Regions from separate parts of the Sus scrofa genome. Here region 2 is linked to region 1. Evidence: chromatin contacts called from public HiChIP or PLAC-seq data. All regions are on one chromosome and are shown on one strand. The core of a region is the stretch at or near the end of the contact, and the rest is flanking DNA. Distances in the headings are between cores, read along the strand shown.

Region 1 (3,997 bases), core at 448-2,947:
TCCTTGAATCTGTGTCTCCCAGGCCACAGTCCTAACAGATCTCAAAGATCTCTTTATTTCAATCAGGTCGCAGTTTCTGAAATTTCGGTTAACACTCTGTATATTTTCGACTCAATTATATCACCAGATTGGGACCTCCTTGTTCTAAGACTGATTCTTCATTATCTCTACATATATCACCTCACATGTTGCTTTTAATTATCTCAAGTAATGAAGCCACTATTATGAAACATTATTTTAAATAATCAAAGCTTCTTTTCTCTCTGAACTCTGCTCCGTATAGAGTATTTATTCACACGATTTTAGGCATGATCTCTTTAACCAGAACTTGATGATTTGAAGATTTTGATAATTTTGTAAAGTTAAAAAGAGGTGGAGTTCCCGTCGTGGCACAGCAGAAACAAATTTGACTAGGAACCATGAGGTTGCTGGTTCGATCCCTGGCCTTGCTCAGTGGATTAAGGATCTGGCCTTGCTGTGGCTGTGGTGTAGACCGGTAGCTACAGCTTGGGTTAGACTCCTAGCCTGGGAACCTCCATATGCCACAGGTGTGGCCCTTAAAAAAAAAAAAAAAAAAAAAAAAAAAAAAAAAGCAAAAAGAATCTTGGTGATGCCTTAATGTTATCTTTTGAACTTCGATGTCTCAATCTCTGTAACCTGAACTGTTCATGATAAACATTTGTTAGCTTTTTGAGATACCAACAAATGCAGACTGCAGCCTGCCAGTTTTTGTTCTTATCCTAAAGAAACCAAGGCTTTCTTCTACTATCATTGACGACTTCCGATTTGCCCTGGCTGAGGGCTTAGACCTACTATGATGCGCATCTTGCCTCCTAACTGGCTTCCCTTTCTTCAGTGGATGATCACTCCCACCCCCACCCCCGCCAAATGGTTTTCATTTCTATGATCCGGACCCATCGCCTTTTAAAACAATGGCTCACAGGGACGGTTGGTAAAGCAGATGGTCTGTCTGATTTTATAACATGAGAAATAACGCTTTTATAAAGTGGGAATCCATCAGTGACTGACTCAGAAAAAAATGGCTACACAAGGATGTTATAAGCTCCTAAAATACAAGTTGTTAGCTCTTCTCACAGTCCCCGAGTTCTACTTCCTAGCATCAGAACAGTTTGCAATAAAGAAACGGAGTCTGACCTTCATTAAGTGCCTTTTACCAAAGGTAAATGTATATTTAAAAGTGTCAAGAAAGAGAGAATCTTACAACAATCCAAGCTCTTGGTTTAGACTCTGCCTCTCCTGGAACGTTATCTGGCACAGAGCTGCAGCAGCGGGCACTTCCAAGACCTTCTGCTGCCTGATTACGTTAGCATGTCATCTAGAGTCCTGTGCCAGATCAGGCTCAGCTGCAGCCTGTCTTGGGATGCTCATTTTAGAGAATATTTACTGCATTTTGTAAACCTCTTCCCACCCAGCCTTAATCTTACCTGGAGCAGAGATCCTTCAGGGTGAGAAAAAAAAAAAGACAGCTACTTCAATGTGAAAGTTATAGTGTTTAACCTCTTCCTTTTCTTCTGAGCTGAGCTGCCCTGGTTTCTCGTTTCTCTCTCCCTGGCAGTTTAGGCTTTACTTTATTCCATTGGAGTCCTGGAAGCATGCAGATTTTTTTCAGAAACCTGATGATGGGAAATCAAACCCAGCAGGCAACAGCTGCAAAGAAATAGACACAAAATGAAACTGAAAGCAGAGTCCACGGCAATTACTCACAAAGGAGCCACCAGGAGCTACGTTAATGGGCATGTCTGGAGTCATTTCTCAACTGGGATCTTTAAACTGTACTATTGGAAGATATCTTTGAGACTGCTTGCAGTAAAAATGAAAGTCCACTGGATCAATTAAAATAAGCCTATTTATGTCATGAGTGGGGCCAGTCTGAAAAGCATGGGGACGAGGAACACTTACTTTTTTCTGGGTCCGATTGCCTAGCGTGTTGGAGTCATTCGCAGGGCAGCTGGTTACTTACTCGTTTTAGTAAGTGAGGAATGTGAGTTCTCGGGGGAGTGACCATGGCTCACACACGTGGGAATTCTCAGCACCTAAGCCCGGGACGGGCACTTAGTGCTTAAGAAATAATAAATCACAGTGAGGAGAGCTGCCACTTCTTGGCCCACTTGTTTCAGACTGAGTGACAAGTTCTTCACCTAGATTGTCCCCTCCTGGTCTTATTACAGGTGTGTCTGTCACAACATTGCAGAGTGATTTCACAACTTGTTAAAATCACAAGGTACTGAGTAAGGTTTGAACCCCAAAACTCTTCTTCCAGAACCCATGCTATCCACCACCTCACTTAATACCTCTATGTTTGCTGACTGAACAATAATAACAATGTTTCTCATTTATCAGTGGCTTTCTAGGCCAGAGTATACATATGTAGTTTAAGACTCATAATTATGGTTTCGGGTATGGGTAATTATTATCCCCATTGTTTAGTGAGGAAAAAAGAGTCAGAAGGTAAGAAACATGTCTTCCTAAGTGTTCTTTGTGTATTCTAGAAGATCATATAGGCCGCAAATGTTGAGTGAGGTATTCTGTGGATACCGATTAGAACACAATAAAAGGCCATGAAATTTCTTCTTTTTTTTTTAATTCTACCCCTAGCCTCTAAGTTTCCATATGGATATATACACAAATAAATATCAATATAACATAGGTCTGAATAAAACAAATCTTTTCCTAAAATGGAACCTGCTCTTTAGTTGAAAAGAGAGTTACACTAAAAGGGAGATTAGAATCAGCGGAATGAGAAGGGTGAGTGTGGGCTGAAGAAATTCTAATGCTAAAGCGATGGTGGAGGCCCATTTAAAATATTATCCTGACTTAGAGTTAAATACTGGCAGTATGTGCCAAGCAGGAGTAGGAAGGCTGGCCAGGGATCACTGAACACCGTTACAGGCAGAAACGATGACTTCGGAAATAAATGGTCCTGGGTCCAATTTTATGCATAAGGAAAAGCAAGGAAAGGACTACAACCACATGCCATTCACAAAAAGCAACACAAGGAGGATTGCAGAACTATATGTAAAAGGCGAAACCGTAAAGTCTCTTGAAAATAATATGGAAAAATACTGTGACATATTAGAGAGTGGGGAAAGTATTCTAGGAGACAAAATACGCTACCTATATAGAAAAGATGAACAAATATGACAATATTAAATTGATATATTGTCAAAATACACCATCATCAAGAAAAGAGGCAATGAAGACTATGAGAAGACGTATGTAATTATAAATGACCCTTTCACAGACTATATAGGTAATTTCTACAAAAACAGATACTCAATGGAAAAATGGACGTGATGCCCACGCACTTCATACATTAAGAAGATGCCCAAGTGATGACAAACGTTAGAACAGGGCCTAATATCATGAGTGACGAGAGAAAGACGACGTCACATCATGAAGACACTGCAGTGCACACCCACCACAGCGGCTTAAGTGAGCAACGCACTGATAACTGCGACTGTGAGGCAGGCTGTGGAGCCGCTGGGCTTCTCAGACCACACCCCGAGGACACTGAGCACACGCACTGGCCTGGGTTTGTTACTGGTATTGACGGCATCAGGAGGTGCCTCCGGGCGCTCATGCCCTTGTCTAGTCCCGTCCACATTAAGTGCAGGGTTGGCCATGTGACTCGACGAGGATACGTCAGCAGACAGGGCACAGGGATGAGACGTCCTCCTGCACGGGGCTTGGCTTCCGGAGCCCAGCCCCTACAGGGATTAGGCTGGACCACCGAGGGATGAAAACCGCATGTAAGGAGATTGGCCCCAGGCTTCCAGGCGTCCCCACCAAGACCCGACACGTGTGGACGTGTCCATCTTACGTCCTCCACGTCCAGCTGGTCACCCGGACAGTGCGGCCCCAGGAGAGAAGCCTGGCGAGTCCAGCGGAACAAGGCACCCAACTCACAAACGTGTGAGGAAGAACAGAACTGTTGTTTTGAGTCAGCGGGATTGGAGTGTTTGTTACACGGCAACTG
Region 2 (4,342 bases), core at 536-3,035, 43 kb after region 1:
CGCACCTCCCTCCAAGTCTCTTCTCCGAAGAAACGATAGTGTCCTTCCTAAAATGTGATGAAGATTTTCTGGTGGCTGCTTCAGAATAAAATCAAAGTTCTGGGGCCTTCAGGGCTCTGCATGATCTGGTCCTGTCTTCCCCCCCACCCCAATCTGGAAGCGCGTAGCCCTGGATGACTGTGCTTTAGACACAGGGGTCTCCCTCTTCGTCCTTGCATGCCCAGTTTGCTCCCATACCAAGGCTTTTTCAACTGCCATTTTTCTGTCCAGAATCATTTTTGGCAAAGTCGTCTCTTCATCATTCAGTTCTGGGTTCCACTGTTCCCTCCTCAAAAGAAGCCTTTTCTGACTCTCCTAATTAAACGACCCGCAGTCTCCCATCCTCACGGCTTCGTCCACAGCACTCAACACCATTTCAAACCATCATACACATTTGCTTGTCTCTGGCCTTTTCTTCCTCTTAAAGGTTGGAGACACACGCTCTCTCTGCCCATTTCCCCCAGAAGCCTGTGCACCTCTGTTCTCAATTCATGCATGTTACACGTGAGAAAAAGAAACACCGTACCTGGCATCAGAAATTGAGCAAACACTTACCATTAAGACTTCACTGTTGGGAGGCACGGATGGCGGAGCTCCTCCAGGAAAGTACCGCAATCTAAAAGGACATCAGCATCAGTCAGTCTCTGACTACGAGGAAGGGGCATAACAGACAAGATCCATTAATAGGGATCCCTGAATAGGGATCTCTTCTAACACTCTATTATTCAAACGACCCAAGGTTCCCAAGGTGTGTTTTCTCCCTCTTTGTAAAGTTATAAAACCAGCTTTTGGACTGCAGTTGTGCTCCTGGTGGCCTTTTGGTTGAAGAGTATTGACAAACGAATGCCCTGACAGTAGCTCACGATCTAGGGGTGAGATTCCCAACTGCACACAGCCAATTTTCCATCCGCCTCTGAAACTCGGCGAACCTAGTTCAACCAAAAGTTATCTCTCTCCTTTCCTCCGGACGTGAATAACAATGCTACCTCCCCTCCCACTCCTTCTATCCTCCCATCTTCTTAAAATTGGAAAGGAAGAAAATTGAAGCATGAAGCTCGATGCTTAATACAAGGCTCTCCTTTTGCTAACACCGCCTTCAAAAACGAGTAATTCGTGGTGTTCCTGTTTCTCTTGGCCGATTTTCCTTCCCTTTTAAACTGTCATTGATTTTCCTCCTCAGTTCCACGGCCCCTTCATTCTGTCCTCTGATCACACCCGCTTTTACTGTTCAGGAACGTAAATTCCTCTCTGCTTTTTTTCTCACCCCCACCCCAGGAGATAAATACACCCACGCGCCCTTCTGCACACTCTCCTTAGCCTTGCCCTCTCTGCACCGGCTAACATCTCGATAAATACAACCCTCCCCTCGCCTAAGCCCTGGGACCCGACAACCGGCTTTTCCTTCCAAATCTGCCCGCGTCCTATCACTGGGCCAACCCAACCCATCACACACCTCCAATTAGGGCTCCGGACCTCAGCGTCGCACCCCATCTCGGACCACATTCAAGACCCCGCCCCGCCCCCCTTACCCGGAGGAGCCACGTCCCGCAGCCCGGATCCTGCCCCACACTCGTCTGGCCTCCATCCCCATCCTGTCGGTCCGGAGGGGCCGAGCCCGCAGCCCATCCCCGGCCACATCTCCCTTCCCTCTTCCTCTCCTCCGGGTCGCTTCCCCGTCCGACGGTGCCCCGCCCACTACCCGGCTGACCCTCAGCCAATCCGCGCTCTGACTCCCGGCCAGGCCCCGCCCCACGTCGGAGCGCCCCGACGCACTCTCCAGTTCTCGCGGGACTTGGGCCACGGAAAGCGAGGTGTTCGCGGAAGGGATGTGAGTGGCGCGTCGGTAAGGTACGGGTGCGGGGAGGCCGTGGCCGCCTGGGCTCCGCGAGCGGGGCCGCGAGAGGAGGCGGGAGGGAGGGGGCCGCTGGGTGCGCGCGGGGGCCGCGCCTGCGGGGTGGGAGGAAGAGCCGGGCTGGACTCGGCTCAGGATTGGACTCGTGTCCGGCTCCGGGGCGCGCGGCCGGTGCATACGGCCCACGCGGGCCTGGAGGAGTTTGCTGCGGAGGAGGCGCCGAGGTGCTTGGCCTGCGGGTGGGACCCTGGGCCCCTCCTCGTCCGCCCCTTTCGCGCTGGATTTGGCAGTTGGGGCACTTCGTGGACGGTGAGGGAAGCTGACGCCCACTCCAGTTGGCAGCAGTGGGGATTCTTCATGCGAAGGAAAACAGCTGTCAACTTGCCGCAGAAACGACTCTTAGGGGAGCCCATAGTTTCTCAATCAGAGCGGAAAGCTGTCCAATTTGTTGCTTTTGGCGCCTGCCACCCAATTTTTCCGTCTTGCAGGCTCCTTCTTTGCTACCTGAGGGAGGAACTTGGCAGCTGCTCCTTCCACAGCCCCCTGTACAAAGTCCTAGCTCCCCTGGGCCTGAGACCCAGCTGCTGCAACTTAAACACCAGTCAGACCTGTTGCTGCCTTCTACGAAATTTGTAATAAGTTACCCGGACTCCCTTTTCACAAAACAGCTTTTCAGAAACTTGCAAAAGCACGTGTCCTAACTTGTCTTGTGCCAGCTAAACCTACCTGATTTTCCCCACTCTTGCTCCGATGACATGGCTGTAGAAGTGGACTAAAGTCCAGAGCATGAAGCAGAAATAAAGCTGTTTGTGGTAACTCTTAACCAGGTTTGTGCATTAATTAGCACTACCTCTTTTCACTGTCACCGCACCTTAATCTTCCTTGAGCTTGCAGTTAACCTGAACATCCTGGACTTTGTGACATTATCAACTGATTCCTTCTGCCTCTCCTTCCCACATGCAAAGTCATTATCCACTGATCATTTGGATTGAAGTCTACAGCTTCAAACGTCTCACAGTTCTTTTGACGGCTTTACTCACCTTTCGCCCTGGATCCTCCAACAATTCATCAGCCTTCTCAGCCTCAGGTCACCCCCAGCTATGCCATACATATCTTCTGTATCTTCATTTTAAACCATCTCCTCCAGAGATAATAGCACAGTTTTCTCTTGATCATGGGTATATGACTGCGGAGTTAATCCTAGATATACTATATGCCATAATCAGTTTTATTAGATCACCATGATTCATGATTTCCTTCACAGAATATTGTTTTTAAGGGTAAATGAGAAACACAATGAAAATATTGTTTAGAATTAAAAGCCACATACTTTTCGATTTCCTCCACCTTTTCTGTTCTGTGCCATCCCAGTTTATTTATTCATTGAGCTTACTGGTCAGTATGCACATGGAATGTTCATTGCTTTAGAAAAGCACTCCTCAGAGTTCCCATCGTGGTGCAGCGGTTAACAAACCCAGCTAGGATCCATGAGGACGCAGGTTCGAAACCTGGCCTTGCTCAGTGGGTTGAGGATCTGGCATTGCCGTGAGCTGTGGTGTAGGTCAAAGATGCAGCTCGGATTTGGCGTGGCTGTGGCTGTGGTGTAGGGCTGGCACCTGTACCTCCGATTGGACCCCTAGCCTGGGAATCTCCATGTGCTGCAGGTGCGGCCCTAAAAAGCAAAGAAAAAAAAAATTTTTTTAAGTGCTTCTCAAAAAGTCTATTTCATACATGGATCTAGAGATTATCATACTAAGCAAAGTATCAGAGAAAGAAGAATAACATCTCTTATATGTGGAATCTAAAAAAATGCAGCACAAATCAACATATCTATGAAACAAAAATAGGAGTTCCCGTCGTGGCGCAGTGGTTAACGAATCCGACTAGGAACCATGAGGTTGCGGGTTCGATCCCTGCCCTTGCTCAGTGGGTTAACGATCCGGCGTTGCCGTGAGCTGTGGTGTAGGTTGCAGACGTGGCTCGGATCTCGCGTTGCTGTGGCTCTGGCGTAGGCTGGCGGCTACAGCTCTGATTCGACCCCTAGCCTGGGAACCTCCATATGCAGCGGGAGCGGCCCAAAGAAATAGCAAAAAGCCAAAAAAAAAAAAAAAAAGAATGGTTCTTTTTTTGGGAGTTTCTGTTGTGACTCAGGGGTAATGAACCCAAGTAGCATCCATGAGGATGGGGTTCAATCCCTGGCCTCGCTCAGTGGGTTAAGGATCCTGCGTTGCAGTGAGCTGTGGTGTAGGTAAGCAGTTACAGCTTCAATTTAACTGCTAGCCCAGGAACTTCCATGGGCCACAGGTGTGGCCCTAAAAAAAAAAAAAAAAAAAAGTTTCTTTTCCTCCCCTGCAGGGAATGCATCATTCACAAGGGAATTTTATCTCCTACTTTCTCGAGATCAGATCACTCTTCCTGTCTCTTCTGTTTTTCAAATGCCTTTACCTCAAA

The links. HiChIP or PLAC-seq counts read pairs in DNA pulled down with a chosen protein or histone mark.
Region 2: a contact with region 1 is called in an H3K27ac HiChIP or PLAC-seq map of alveolar macrophages. The contact joins the promoter of KYAT3 here to the promoter of GBP2 in region 1. A contact is called at or near these places in 2 of 47 Hi-C or Micro-C datasets (blood and heart right ventricle) and 2 of 2 datasets of contacts at active chromatin or transcription factors (alveolar macrophages and skeletal muscle).

The regions. Positions count from the first base shown.
Region 1 is chr4:127,407,032-127,411,028 of Sscrofa11.1, forward strand. It overlaps GBP2 (guanylate binding protein 2, interferon-inducible), which reads right to left and starts at 1,698. Exons shown (of 12, transcript NM_001128474.1): 1 at 1,446-1,698.
Region 2 is chr4:127,449,690-127,454,031 of Sscrofa11.1, forward strand. It overlaps KYAT3 (kynurenine--oxoglutarate transaminase 3), which reads left to right and starts at 1,786. Exons shown (of 14, transcript XM_001929384.5): 1 at 1,786-1,867.